Linked DNA regions of Sus scrofa: region 2 is linked to region 1. Evidence: chromatin contacts called from public HiChIP or PLAC-seq data. All regions are on one chromosome and are shown on one strand. The core of a region is the stretch at or near the end of the contact, and the rest is flanking DNA. Distances in the headings are between cores, read along the strand shown. Region 1 holds the start of BSCL2 (BSCL2, seipin lipid droplet biogenesis associated). Region 2 holds the start of B3GAT3 (galactosylgalactosylxylosylprotein 3-beta-glucuronosyltransferase 3).

Region 1 (7,303 bases), core at 2,081-4,580:
CTTACTAAGGCCGGGGTGCCACAGGCTCCTGACATCTAATGTTCTGAAGCAGGGGTGATACAGATCTAGTTACGACTCTTGTTACCGCCTTTGTGTATGACACAGATTCCTACCCCACGGACTTAGAGCTTTGGGCCCAAAGGCTATCCTCGATTTTCAGGGTCTGCCCATTCTCGAGGATACTGAAAGTTACTCAGTGTTACAGCTAATCATTTTAAATGGTTATTTATAGCTCATGCCTTGTCTCTAGTCAACTTTAAGCTCCCCTTTTCCCCCAACTAAGGTTTCAGCCATTCACCTCTAATCTGATGAGTATGAAAATTGTGCAGAAAAATTGAGCAGAGGCTTTTTGTTTTGTTTTGTTTTGTTTGTTTTTTTAATGTCATGGCTGCACCTGCAGAATGTAGAACCTCCCATACCAGGGCCTGCATCTGAGCTACAGCTGAGACCCTAGATGTAGCTGAGGCAACACCAGATCCTTCAACCCACCACACCAGGCCAGGGATCAAACCCACACCAACACAGCAACCTGAGCTGCCGCAGTGAGATTCCTAACCCACTACACCATGGTGGGAACTCCAGAGGCTGCTTTTCCTTAAAAAATAACCTAATGTCAAGATTACATGTGGAGTTGCTGCCATGGTGCAGGGGGATTGATGGCATCTTGAGAGCACTGGGATGCAGGTTTGATCCCTGGCGCGGCACAGTGGGTTAAGGATCTAGCGTTGCCACAGCTTAGGTCACTACTGTGGCTCAGATCTGATCCCTGGCCCAGGAACTCTATATGCCACACACACACACAAAAGACTGCATTTATTGAGCACTTGTGGCTTTTTACCATGTCTGAACTAATGTGGAAATTTTCACTTAACTCCTCTGGCATTTGCCCAACACTGATACTGTAGGAAAAGCAAAAGTTTCTTTTAGTGCCGTTTATGCTGTCTGCTATTTAAGCGTGTATAGAACAATCCATTTGTCAGGTATTTGTTTATTAATTTATTTTGCTTTTTAGGGCTGCACCTGCGGCATATGGAGGTTCCCAGGCTAGGGGTCAAATTGGAGCTACAGCTGCCAGCCTACACCACAGCCACAGCAGCACAGTATCCAAGCTGCATCTATGACTTACACCACACACAGCTCATGGCAACGCCAGATTTTTAACCCACTGAGCGAGGCCAGGGATCAAACCCGCAACCTCATGGTTCCTAGTCGGATTCATTTCTGCTGTGCCACAACGGGAACTTCAATCATCAGGTATTTGAATGTCTGCTATATGCCAGACACTGACGGGATGCAGAGATTAAAGCAGACTTGGAGTTCCCGTTGTGTCTTAGCAAGTTAAGAACCTGACAGTGTCTGTGAGAATGCAGGTTTCATCCCTGACCTTGCTCAGTGGGTTAAAGATCCAGAATTGCCGCAAGCTGTGGTATAGGTCATATCACAGATGCAGCTCAGATCCGGCATGGCTGTGGCACAGGCCTGCAGCTGCAGTTCCAATTCAACCCCTGGCCCAGGAACTTCCATCCATGTGCTACAGGTGTGGCCATAAAAAGAAAAAACTAAACAAAAACAGACTTGCTTTGGAGTTCCCGTCGTGGCTTAGCATTAATGAACCTGACTAGCATCCATGAGGATGAAGGTTCAATCCCTGGCCTCGTTCAGTGGGTTAAGGATCTGATGTTGCCATGAACTGTGGCGTAGGTTGCAGATGAGGCTTGGATCCTGCCTTGCTGTGACGGCTACAGCTCCGATTGGACCCCTAGCCTGGGAACCTCCATGTGCGGTGGGTGTGGCCCTAAAAAGACCAAAAAAAAAAAAAAAAACCACCAAAAACCAGACTTGCTTTTGTTTCATCAGCACCAAGAAAGAACTAAGCAGACTCCTGAACAAAAGGAGGCCAAGTCCCTACTTCAGGAGGGCAGCCAGGTTACTTTCCCTGTTTCCTTCTCTCAGGGATGAGGGGATTAATTAAATATCCCCAGAACCCTTCTTTACAGAACAGATACTGACTCACAGACTGAAAAACTTATGGTTTCCAAAGGAGACAGTTTGGGGGGGGGGGAGATGCGCTGGGGTTGTGGGATGGAAATCCTGTAAAATTGGATTGTGATGATCATTGTACAACTATAAATGTAATAAATTCATTAATAAAAAATATATATATCCCCATAACCTAGGAGGGCTCAAGAATGCATCAACACCTGGACAGGTGCTATTCCTGAAGGTGCCCCAAGTTCACTGGGCACCCCTGGGGCCTGCGGAGACATCTTAGGAAACTAAGTTCAGTTCCTTAGGTTTCCTGTCTGTTCCCCTCCCCCTGCTGTCTTCCTGCGTGAACGCGTGGGGAAGCTGGGGTGACCTGCTATCTCTCATACAGGTCACCCCCTCTCACCGCAAGGCAGCCCCCTTCTCCCAAGTGTGTCCCGGGACAAAGCACGAACTGACCTAGGCTTCCCCTCCCTCCCCCAAGGATGCACCCCTGAATTGAGGGGTGGGGGAGGAATCTGACCATCCGCGAGGAGCAGACATTCTGAGACTCGCACGGTCTCTGCCTTGGCCCCGGTCCCACTTCCATATCTGTCTTTCCCTTGGAAGGAAGAGGCTTCTAGAAAGGCATTTTGGCTCTTACAAAACCTCCGCTAAGTTTGCGTCCAAAATTTGAGTCCCGCAGACACTCGTGAGACGCTGAACCTCCGACCCGGCAGCTCGCTGGGCCGCTCCGAGGGGTGGCGGGCACACGCGGGCGGGGACATTGCTCCTGGCGGGTGGGCCTGAATAATGGGAAGTGGGGAACAGCACGCCCCAGTTCCACCAGGAAGCCCAGACTGAACAATTTGGGGCTTAACCAACCCCTAGGGAGGCGACCGAGAAGCAGCGCGCTGAAATACACGGCGCCGGGCGTTGTCCTCACACGTTTCCGCTCCAACGGGACCGTCTGTTAGGCAGACTGTGGAAACCTATGCCTACTGCCAGCGTGCTTGCTGGGGTCCCCTTGTCCCTTAATCCTTGGCTTATAGCCGCCGCACGCCTTCACCTGAATCGAGTGGACGTCGGCCTCCAGCCTCCAGAGTGGGCAGGAGTGGGAATCCAGTTGGCGACAGCAGGGGCAGCCATTTTGAGGTAGATGAACACGGAAGGGACCATATTGAGCACGCTGAGCGCCTAGGACCGCCATTTTAAGTATGGGCCCAGAGAAGCCGTGTACGGTGAAACGCTGTGACGTGCGGCCGCCATATTGGCGCAGGTTCCCCTGGCAGCGGCCATCTTGGAAGGAGACTTGCTCTGGGCGCGGCCATGTTAGAAATAAAACCGGCCCCTTCGCTGGGACTGAAACCAAGCTCCTCCCCTTTCACTGGGTTCCTTCTGTCTACGACTCCCCTCCGGCTCCCTCCCTAAATCTACCCCGTTTGGTCTGTTTTCATTTTCATTTTCTTCATTGCCTGTGTGTGTGTGTGTGTGTGTGTGTGTTTGCGCGCGCTCTCCATCGCCTGAGTGTCTGTTGTAACTTAATTCTTCCACTTAAGACACGTGCCGTGCCCGCCATCCGTTTCCCCCTCCCCTTAACGTCGCAGGATCTCTGATCCTAGACAATGTCTAACCTGCTTTGACTGACCCTGGTTATGACACGCCTTTCTAACCACCAAAACTATTGACTGATGATCTTCTCCCCCAAGAACGCTAACACAGAAGCTGCCCTCTGAGACTCTGGATGACTTTATTCTTCAAAAGGCTTTACCTTCCAGCAGCTCCAGGTGAGACTGACAGCAGGCACCCACTCCATCCCTCTCTCCATTGTCTGAGCAGGTCACAGAGGGAAGCAGGCGGGACCCCGGCAGAGTCTGACAGCCCTTCTGTGGGAGGAGCTAAAGGTGCCCCGAGTCACGGGGAGCTTTGGGTCGGCCAGAGTGGGCGAAGAAATGGGGTCAGCAAATAGGTGAGAGAAGGTCTTGTGCTTCAGATAACTTCACAGGGTTGGGCAAGGGCTAGAGATGAGATGCGGGGACCCTCAGGGGCTCAGGACAATTCCTGACCTAAGTAAGAAAAGGCCAGGGAGTGGGAGAGGTGAAGAGTTGTGAGGAGGGGACAGGGCAGCTCAGAGGAGGGCACAGAAGAATTTCTTCTCCCTGAAAGGGTTCTCCGAAGTGGGCACAGGGGTGATGAGGGGATCCTCACAGGCGTGGGCATCACAGTAAGTCATCAAGTCTGCTGCTGCCTTGGACACCTGGGGCACAGCCAGGAGGACAATTGTTAGCCAGAAACCCTGGACTGCAGTCTCCCTCTCCAAATAGGTTTTCTTTTGCCATCGCTAGGGCTCCTTAGGACAGTTTTCTCTTCCCGCGTCACCCACGGAGGCTTGGGGTCAGCTCTCCTTACCGATCCCAGGACTCCTCCTCTGATCTCAAGAAAAGAAAGCATCTCTCATCCTGAGGTTTGGCAGTCTACAGTACAGCCCTGCCAACTGGGATCTAGGGCCCCACCCACCTTTATCCTGCACAAACTAGCTTCAATCTTAAGCTGTTCCACCATCTTGCGGGCTTGCCCAATGCTCATAGTGCTGTTCACAGGGGTCTCCCCTTTCATCCTGGAAAAGAGAGACAGCTCAGAGCATGATAGGGGGCCCTGCACAGTCTCAGCTGAAGGCCCCCCGCTCATCAGCCTTTACGAGGCTGGGTCATATGCTCCCGTATTTTACTTCCCTCTTATCCCCAACCTCCAGTGGTCTTTCCCACCCCTGTCTTCCAAAGCTGAGGAAATGGAGAGGTGGGACGAGAAGCTCCCCAAACTCCTACATGGCCTGGGCCTCAGATCATTAAACGTACTAATGATTCAAGGCTTACAGCTCTCAAGCTCTGTGTGTTGCCAGCTTGGAAAACCCCAGCTAGAAACAGGAGCCCCGCCCTGATGAGGAGAGCACATAACCCCCACCCGCCCCCGTGAGCCCCAAAGGGAGAAAAGCAGGATGTTCCCTACTCACCTGAGGCCACAGGCAGTGTCAGTCCTGGGGAGTGGGATCTGGGGTGCACCAAAACCTTCTGCCTGAGATGGGTGCCCCACCTTGCAGGGAGTTGCAGCTGAGAGTATCTGACGCAGCAGCCAAAGCAACTAATACAGAGAAGGCCACGGGGGAGGGGAGGGTCAGAGGCTGGTGGAGGACTGACTGGTCCCCGTTTCTCCAGCTCAAGCACTGCCCAAATACCTGAAGGATGAAGGATGCTAGAAGGAGCTGCTCAGATCCTGGCGCATACCAATCGTCTGGCCAGTGGGGGAGCCTAGCTGCTCTGCCTGCAGCCCCTGTGCACACCCCCATCGTTACTGTCTCACAACCTGCCCTTCCCCCATTGCAGGCATCCTGAGTCTGGGCTAGAGCCCTCCCCAAAGGAGCTGAAAGTAACTGAGTCCCAGGCAGACTCCCCCCCTCAAATGGGGTGGTCTGGACCTGTGACAGCCCCTGCATTGGAGTCAGTACTGGCTGCCGGGAGACCCTGCTCATTTGAAAATCTGACATCAGCTGGGCAGTCACCCCCCCCACTCCACCCCTCCTCCCTCTACTCTGACACAGCATTTAGCACCTGACTCTTCGTTTCTCTCCCAGGGACCCTCCATTCCCAATTTCCAGGAAAATGTGATGAGCTACAGGTATCAACTTCTAGATCACCACTTAATGACCTAGCTACAAGTGACTGGCGTGGAAAATCTAGGGGCAGCGAGGTCCATCAGGAAGATGTCTAAAGAAATGGCAGACCAAAAAGAAGGAGAAGCTAAGGAAAAAGAGGTGTGCAGAGACCAGATCAAAGAATCGGACAAAGAAGAGGTAGGGGAGAGTTCAGTGGGTGTTTCTGGAAATAGATGGGCTTCCTGGGGGTGGGTGTGTATTGGTCGGGAGATTGCGTTGTGCTTAGTGCTGTGAGGAATGCAAAGATGTACACAACACTGACCCTACCCTCGAAGGATCTTTTTTGGGGTGAATGGACATATATAGAATAGAGGGTGCCACTCGCCAAGACTAGTCTAGATAATGCGCTGCGGGAACTCTGTGGGAAAGTCTGGTTAGGGTCAGAGGAGGTCGATTACGCATCAAAAAAACTGGAGACCAAACACGGACCTGAAATGCTACCACTCTTGTAAAACAGGGGACAGCCAGCCCGCCAGCGCAACGCGCAAGATGCGCAGGTCACCACAGATCACAACGTTCTCGGGGCGCATGCTCTCTGCTTCGAATGCCTACAGGTCCAAGGAGGTGGATGCCCACCTCTCCCCCTTTTCGGGGTTTAAATAGTGGGTAGTGAACGTTTGGGCGGAGGGCCGTGATTGCGGCCTCGAGAGGCGGGCCGAGAGGGATGCTGCTGACTCATAGCTTGTCTGGGGCAAATTTTGGGGCTTGGAAGGAGGCGCCTGTCCCCTTTGGTGCTGGTAACGGGTGGGTAACGGACCACTGGGAGTGACAGTGCCGAGCTCGAGGAGGTGGGAACCAGGCGGCCCGGAAGGCCCCACCCCTTGCTCTGGGCCCCGCCCCTTGACGAGGCCCCGCCCCCCAGTGCTACAAAGGCAGCCGGCGGAAGGGGGCGGGGCTTCCCCGAGAGGCGGAAGTGCCTTCTCGCGGTTTCCCTGGCAGCGCGCTGCTGGTGAGTCTGCGGAGCTGCGGCGGCCGGCGGGCTGCTTTCTGTGGTGGTGTGGTTGGATGGGGGCACCGGGCCCCGCGCCCACTGCCAAACCGGAGGGGCCTGGCAGGGAGCGGCCGTTGGCTGCTGGATGTCCTGCCCGGTGTGGGGCGTGGCGCGGTCTGAGAGCGAGCGTAGTTGCAGGCGGAGAAGAGAAACTCGGGAGGCCACTGTGGCTGCGCTGAGGCTGCTCGCTCTGAGTCCCGCTGTGCGACCTTAGGCAAGTCCCACATTCTTCTTGCAACCACCTCGGAGTGGGGAATCAGTGTCATCATGTGTTTAAAACCGCCTTTTTTTAAAGAGAACTTTAAGGTGCGCCTCCTCTGTATGTCATGTATTGCTGCGAATGAGTATCAAGGTGTTCCCGTCCCAGAATCAGGTGACCAGAGAACGAGTTCAATTGAGGAACTCTAGCACCGGTGGCAGAGAGAGAAAGCACCTGTGGAGGAAAGGAAGGGATGGTTGGCTGAGAAAGGCAGTCAATTGGAAAAAAGCCATATGAAACAAAGACTTTGCCATGTCTTGGTGTCTCCAGTTCCTCAAAGACAGTCCTAAGCTTGTCCTTTTTTTCCCCCACCTCCTTGATGAAAGGAGCCATTCTTTCCCCCTCTCTGTCTTCTTCCAGGAACCACCAGCTGCTGCAT
Region 2 (7,143 bases), core at 4,192-6,691, 67 kb after region 1:
CTGAGTGCTTATAACTAACATGCCAGGCATTACTCATCACCATCCCCAGAGCCCGAAACAAGTCAGACAAGTGTCCTACCCTTGGGAGGGAAACAGAGAGATGTACGTGTAGACAAATATGTAAATAGGAATATTGCCAACGCTGACGAGTTGTTTAAAAATTGAACAGGGTAATGGAATTAGGTTCCACAAACAGGCCATATAAAGATGAGGCCTGGAGTTCCCGCCATGGAGCAGTAGTTAACAAATCCGACTAGGAACCATGAGATTACGGGTTTGATCCCTGGCCTTGCTCAGTGGGTTTAGGATCTGGCATTGCCATGAGCTGTGGTGTAGGTTGTAGACGCGGCTCAGATCCTGCGTTGCTGTGGCTCTGGTGTAGGCTGGCAGCTGCAGCTCCGATCAGACCCCTAGCCTGGGAACCTCCATATGCCGCGGAAGCAGCCTTAGAAAAGGCAAAAAGAAAAACAAACAAATAAATAAATAAAGATGAGGGCTGATTGATATGTAAGACACTTTTGTGATCTAAAGAAAGAATGTTCCCAGGAGGGGAGACTGCAGGTGAAAAAATTATGAAATGAAAAAAAAATTATGGGAGTTCCTGTCCTGGCACATCAGAACGAATCTGACTAGGAACCATGAGGTTGCAGGTTCGATCCCTGGCCTTGCTCAGTGGGTTAAGGATCCGGTGTTCCCCTGAGCTGTGGTGTAGGTCACAGACACAGCTTGGATCTGGTGTTGCCATGGCTCTGGCACAGGCCTGCAGCAACAGCTCCAATTAGGCCCCCTAGCCTGGGAACCTCCATATGCCACGGGTGCGGCCCTAAAAGGACAAAAGACAAAAAGAAAAAAAAAAATTATGAAACAGAAATGAGTTTGTTGTGTTCCAGGAGTAGGAAAAAAACAGCATCTCAGGGGTCAGGAACTAGAAGGAGAGATACGTTGGGATGGGAAGTTCGATCTGATCCTGGAGGGCCTTTCAGGCCAGGATAATGCAGTGGCTGCTGCAAGGTCACTGTGCAAAACAGTTTCAAGAGGGGGCAGGCAGGGAGGAGGAGGCAGGGAGATGGGTTAGGAAATTAAATGTTTAGACCAAGGTTAGATTGCATAGCTCAGGCTTTAAGCCCACAGCTGTCTAGCTGCCAGCCCTGTCTAGCTGGGTGTTCCCCTTGTGCTGTTCTCTTTTTTTGTTTGTTTTTGATGGCTGCATCTGGGGCATATGGAAGTTCCAGGCTAGGGGTCCAGTTGGAGCTACAGCTGCGTATGCCACAGCTATAGCAGTGTGGGATCTGAGCCGTTTCTGTGACTATGCCATAGCTCACAGTAACTATGCCAGATCCTTAACCCACTGAGTGAGGCCAGGCATCGAACCCCTGTGCTCATGGATACTAGTCAGATTTGTTTCCACTGCGCCGCAACGGGAACTCCTACCCTTGTGCTGTTCGTATTGCCACTTGCTGGAATAGCATCTTTGACTTCTGCCAAAACAGCGAGTGTCTTCCTTTCTTGTCCTGCGTCCTTTCTAGGGCCCTGTGGGTGCATTATCCTCAGGACGTGACGACCTTCAGTATAGATGACGAGTTCCTGCTTGGTGAGGACCAGGGAGGACAGTTGGTGGTGGGGAAGAAGCTGGCACTGTGGGAGATGTGTCTGTGGATGCCCAGGGAGGAGGAGTGAGTGAGGCCTGTGGTACGAGGGAGCATGTGCTTCGGGGCTCCTCTCTGGAAACTGATCCCCCAGTTCAGAGTTGATTCTGCTGTGTTTCAGGGGATGCACTGCTGGTTCACCCTGTAACGGACTCTGAGGCACATGGCGTGCAGGTCTATCTGCCGGGCCAAGGGGAGGTGAGTTAAGGAAAAGACGTGGTGGGGGAGTTCCCACTGTGGTGCAACGGATTAAGGTCTGGTGTCTCTGGCTCGGGTTGCCACTGAGGCACGGGTTTGATATCTAGCCTGGCACAGTGGGTAAAGGATCCAATGTTGCTGTGGTGTAGGTTGCAGCTGTGGGTCGGATTTGATCCCTGGTCTCAGAACTTCTCTATGCCTTGGGTGTGGCCCTTAAAAAGAAAAAAGACGTGGTGGAGGTTAGTGAGGGTAAGAGAATGGGGGCCCTGTGTGTAGTGAGTGACCGGGTGTATTTCCTGCCACCCACAGGTGTGGTACGATGTTCACAGCTACCAGAAGTATCATGGTCCGCAGACCCTGTACCTGCCTGTAACTCTAAGCAGCGTAAGTATGCCTGGGCCCGCTGCCAGCTCCGTCTGCCTGCAGGTTTCCAGAAGGGGAGAGTGTGTATGCTTTGCAGTCCAGTTCCTAAGCGGGGCACAGATATGCAGGAGCAAAAGGTGCTGCAGGGCCCAGGATTGAGCAACAGGGCTGCTTCATCCCCGCACTGCTCTTGCCCTAGATCCCTGTGTTCCAGCGCGGAGGGACCATTGTGCCCCGATGGATGCGAGTGCGGCGTTCCTCAGACTGCATGAAGGACGACCCCATCACTCTCTTCGTTGCACTCAGTCCCCAGGTGAGCGCACAGGCAGGGAGCCTCTGCGACTGTCTGCCTACCTCCCTAGGATTCAGTCCCTTGGGGCTGTGCCCCTCACTGCTCCTTGGGCTCAGGGTCTCATCTACCCCATTTCCTGCCCAGGGTACAGCCCAAGGAGAGCTCTTTCTCGACGATGGGCACACATTCAACTATCAGACTGGCCATGAGTTCCTGCTGCGTCGATTCTCATTCTCTGGCAACACCCTTGTCTCCAGGTATGGCAGTCCCCTTTCTTCCTTGGCAGCCTCTGAAGGAGAAGGCTGGCCTCAGGGAGGCTTAGAGCCATTGTGTTCTTTTCTTGTATCGTGACCTTGTTGTTCCCTCTTTTCTTTCTGCTCTGACATCTTTTTTCCCTGATGGGTATCCATTTTTGTTCTCTCCAGCTCAGCAGACTCCAAAGGCCACTTTGAGACACCTGTCTGGATTGAGCGGGTGGTGATAATAGGGGCTGGAAAGCCAGCAACTGTGGTACTCCAGACAAAAGGTGAGTGAGGGATCTGGCCCCGCAGGGCAGCGGGGAAAGCAGGGGCAGGGTTGTGGCCTATAGATGAGGGAAAGTAGTTGCTACGACTATGGCGTTCTTTCTTCTTCCTCCACCAGGATCTCCTGAAAGCCGCCTGTCCTTCCAGCATGACCCTGAGACCTCTGTGTTGATCCTGCGCAAGCCTGGCGTCAATGTGGCATCCGACTGGAGCATTCACCTGCGATAACCCATGGGATGTTGGGATGGGGTGCGGTGGTGATTGAGAGTTACACTTCCTTCTGCCTTGGAGTTTGACCTTCCCCAGACTTCACCTTTCTTATGCCGACGTCTGGGCAGGGTGAGAGGGCTGTCCCTGGGCTTGAATTCCTTTTGTGACCTGATCTCTCCCACCCCACTGACACCAGATCTCCCTTCATCTCCCAGTACTCTGTTGCTCGAACTGGAGCACAATCACCTGTGAAGACCTGGGGACCATAGGGCCCTTGCTTTCCCTCCTCTTTTCTTTCTTTTGGGGGCCCTGAATCTCCTCCAGACCCTCTCCATTCATGTCTCTTGTGTGTTGATGCCATTTCTTGGAAGAAGATAAGGGCAGTGAGCTTTAGGGCTGCTTTTCTCCTTCCCCTTCCCTCCCCACCGAACTGCTCTCCCTCCTTTTATTTCTTCCTCTGTCAGCCCTTCCCTTTTAATGCCCCATCGATACACTGGGACCACCCCTTACCTGATGAGGGATGAATGGATCACAGGAGTGAGGTTGCTGGAAAACGTCCTCTTCCCTGGCTCCCAAGTTTTCCTCTCCCCGCTTCTTTCTAGAGCTGCTGCAGTTCTGACAGGGGCAGTTCTACCTCCCCTGTCCTTTGGGGGAAGGAAGTTTCCACTCCCTGAGAGGGGATAAACAAAACTTCTCTTGCCTCCTAAAATTTTGTCCCGTTGAGGGGCATTCAAGATGGAGAAATCAGTTGTGGTTTCATCGAATCACGGTCATCTGTATTTATTGCTGGGAGAAGGCTGAGGGTGGGGGAGAGATGATCATGTGCGCCCAGGGGTGGCCCAAAGCCCTGGGTAGGGGGTGGGGTGGGCAAGGACTAACTGGGGGCGAGGGGGAATATTTGTGGGAATTTTTTTTACTTCCTCTTGGCCTCCAGCCGTGACAGGTTTTGATAAAAGGAGAAACAATAAAGAGATAAACCATAAATAACTGTTGTCTGGATTCTAGTTCTGGCCTGAACCACAGACCCTTAAAAGCCTAGGGCCTGACATTTTCATTTAGCTTCAGCAGAAGCCTTATTGAGTCAGTAAAATGAGTGAGTACAAGCGTTCTTCAGCTTGCTTGATGCCAGTATTTTCATAGAGGAGCCCACAAAGTCAACAGATTTTACACCTAGTTAATAGTGCAGACCAAAGTTGATGGGATCCCTCTTGAATAGAAATAGCTATATGTCAGATGTTCTCACACTAATGCCTGCTGCTCTTTGCAGCATTTTAAAAATTGTCCTAATATTTTGGAGATCCTGTTGTGGCGCAGTGGTTAACGAATCTGACTAGGAACCATGAGGTTGCAGGTTCGATCCCTGGCCTTGCTCAGTGGGTTAAGGACTCCGGTTGCCATGAGCTGTGGTGTAGGTTGCAGATGTGGTTTGGATTCTTGTTGCTATGGCTCTGGTGTAGGCTGGTGGCTACAGCTCTGATTTGACTTCTAGCCTGGGAACCTCCATATGCCATGGGAGTGGCCCTAGAAAAGGCAAGAAGACAAAAAAAAAAAAAAAAAAAAAAGTCCTAGTATTTTAGTGACAGGAAATAAAATTCCTCCATTCTGTAGACTGCAAGTCTTAGAGATTATTATACAAGAAACTAATTTTTTTGGTTTTGGGGGAAAATGCTCAGGATGGCTTATTCATATGAGGACTTAGGGGATGTATTCATAGAATTCTTTAGCTTGTAATACTTCCAGTTAATTCCAGGGAGCTAGCTCTTTGCCTTGCCACCCCCCCCCACCCCTATTGTCATGTTTAAAAATAATCGGTCAGAGGAAGTAGTACAGATCCTGGAGTCAGGTATCTAGAAGGACGTAGAAAATTGCACAGTGGGAATTAAATAATTTGGGGCAACCGAAGTTATCTATAAAATGGGGACTATACCAAAAGATTATAGTGAAGATTGAGACCAGAGCTCAGGCTTGGTACATGACAGGCCCTAGATGTCACTCATTCGTGTAGCAAGTACTTATTGAGCTACTGTTGCTGCGGCCAGTGACTGATGGATGAATGAATGAATATGTGGAGAAAATCTGCGCACAAGGGCTGGAGATGAAGGGAAGGGTCTCAAAGCCACTCCCATGCACCCTACTTGGCTTCTAACTGCCGGCCACGGGCGCCTGACACGCCGGATATGACGTCACCACTCCCGTGGTTCCAGAACTAGGCGGTGGGACCGGAAATTGACCCGGAGGGGTGTACAGACTGACCGGAAGTGGGCCCCGACGGGCGCCGTCAGTCCCAGCTCCCGGGAGCCCGTCGAGAGGAGCGCGAGGAGGGCGGGACACGGGGCGGGGCCGCTTCAGGGGCGGGGCTTGAAGGCTGGAGGGCGGGGGGCGGGGACCCCTCGTCCCCGCCGCACCCGCCTGCCCCGGCGCCGGCGGCGGCGCGGCCATGAAGCTAAAGCTGAAGAACGTGTTCCTCGCCTACTTCCTGGTGTCGATTGCCGGCCTCCTCTACGCGCTGGTGCAGCTCGGTGAGCGGGGCGGGGCGGGGGTGCGGCGGGCCAGCCGGAGGGCGCCCGCCGCCGCGCATCCCGTCCCTGGGGCTGATCCCCGTGCAGACCCCATTCACCCGTGTCGGCCCTCCGGCAGCCCTCTCTAGACTCACCGCTGCTGCTCGCTGTATCTCGGGCGACAGCAGACTCCTTCCCAGAGCCTGCAAAGCCCCGCATGATCCTGCCGCGGTCTGCCTCTCCAACTCCATTTCCTTCCCCTCTCGCTCGCTCTGCTCCGGCCACACTGGCTTCATGAGTACCTCCAAAACCCCACACTCATTGCTCTCAAGCGCCTAACCGGTCCCCTCTGTCCGTAGTGCTTTTCTCCCAGCTCTTTCCCAGCTGCTTTTCTCATCCTTCAGGTCACAGCTCACATGTCATCGCCTCACGGAGGCCTTTGCTGATCACCTTAGCTAAAATAACTCTTCTTTTTCTGGGTTCTCTTCTAGTCGCTATTCTATTCGTTTCCTTCACGGCCCCTACCATAGTTTCTAATGATTTTATTAATTTTATTAATTTGTTTCTTTGCTTAGTGTCCAGCTCCTCCAATAAAACTGAAACCTCCCTGAGGGTAGGGACCATGTCTGATTGGTTTCCTGCAGCATCCCTGGCACCTAAGACAGTGCCTCCCAGGAGGAGCATTCAATAAATATTTATCCAGTGATGGAATCAATGAATTTAATGAGTCTTTGGTCACACAGCCAACGGAACAGATTGAACCCTGCCTCTTATGCAGGGCTTTAGAGACTGGGCCACTGCATGATCCTCAGGTATTTGAAAGTCTGTCCTGTTCTCGGAGAGCAGCTTGTTCTTTATGGCTCCAGAAGGCAACATGAGGACCAGCAGGTAGAAAGGGTGGAGGCAGATAATCAGCTCAAACAGCCAACTGAAAATTGTAATGGACGGAATTAATAAAGTTGGAGAGGGGCTGCTAATTGAGGCAGTGAGTTCCCCTCACCGGAGGTGTAGAAAGGCTGTTCGAGAAGTCGTAAGGAGAGCCTTGCATTGGCTAGTTGACCAAGAAGGTTATGGCCCTTTGGGATGCTGAACATACTGTGGTTCTCTGCCCCCCATCCCTGCTTCCTGGGACCAGGCCAGCCATGTGACTGCCTCCCTCCCCTGCGGGCAGCAGCAGAGCAGCTCCGACAGAAGGATCTGAGGATTTCCCAGCTGCAAGCCGATCTCCGTCGCCCACCCCCTGCCCCTGCCCAGCCCCCTGAACCTGAGGCTCTGCCTACTATCTATGTTGTTACCCCCACCTATGCCAGGTATGGGCTCTGGTGCAGCCAAGATCAGCATGGACGGGGAGTCTGGGGTTGATGATGAGTTTGGTGAAGCACTGGGCCAGGGGATATTGTTCAAACTAGGAC

Evidence for each region. HiChIP or PLAC-seq counts read pairs in DNA pulled down with a chosen protein or histone mark.
Region 2: a contact with region 1 is called in an H3K27ac HiChIP or PLAC-seq map of alveolar macrophages. The contact joins the promoter of B3GAT3 here to the promoter of BSCL2 in region 1. A contact is called at or near these places in 2 of 5 promoter capture datasets (fetal skeletal muscle and liver), 10 of 47 Hi-C or Micro-C datasets (blood, embryonic fibroblasts, liver and 4 more) and 2 of 2 datasets of contacts at active chromatin or transcription factors (alveolar macrophages and skeletal muscle).

The regions. Positions count from the first base shown.
Region 1 is chr2:9,049,401-9,056,703 of Sscrofa11.1, forward strand. BSCL2 (BSCL2, seipin lipid droplet biogenesis associated) reads left to right here and starts at 3,331. Exons shown (of 14, transcript NM_001348785.1): 1 at 3,331-3,410; 2 at 3,675-3,752; 3 at 5,594-5,812; 4 at 7,285-7,303. The coding sequence starts at 5,723. It overlaps GNG3 (guanine nucleotide-binding protein G(I)/G(S)/G(O) subunit gamma-3), which reads right to left and starts at 5,670. Exons shown (of 3, transcript XM_013994205.2): 1 at 4,976-5,670; 2 at 4,483-4,582; 3 at 3,699-4,222. The coding sequence starts at 4,581. The coding sequence ends at 4,094.
Region 2 is chr2:9,114,180-9,121,322 of Sscrofa11.1, forward strand. B3GAT3 (galactosylgalactosylxylosylprotein 3-beta-glucuronosyltransferase 3) reads left to right here and starts at 5,442. Exons shown (of 5, transcript XM_013994208.2): 1 at 5,442-5,752; 2 at 6,307-7,041. The coding sequence starts at 6,815. It overlaps GANAB (glucosidase II alpha subunit), which reads left to right. Exons shown (of 24, transcript NM_213904.1): 18 at 1,527-1,591; 19 at 1,768-1,844; 20 at 2,154-2,228; 21 at 2,407-2,520; 22 at 2,644-2,756; 23 at 2,925-3,025; 24 at 3,142-4,215. The coding sequence ends at 3,251.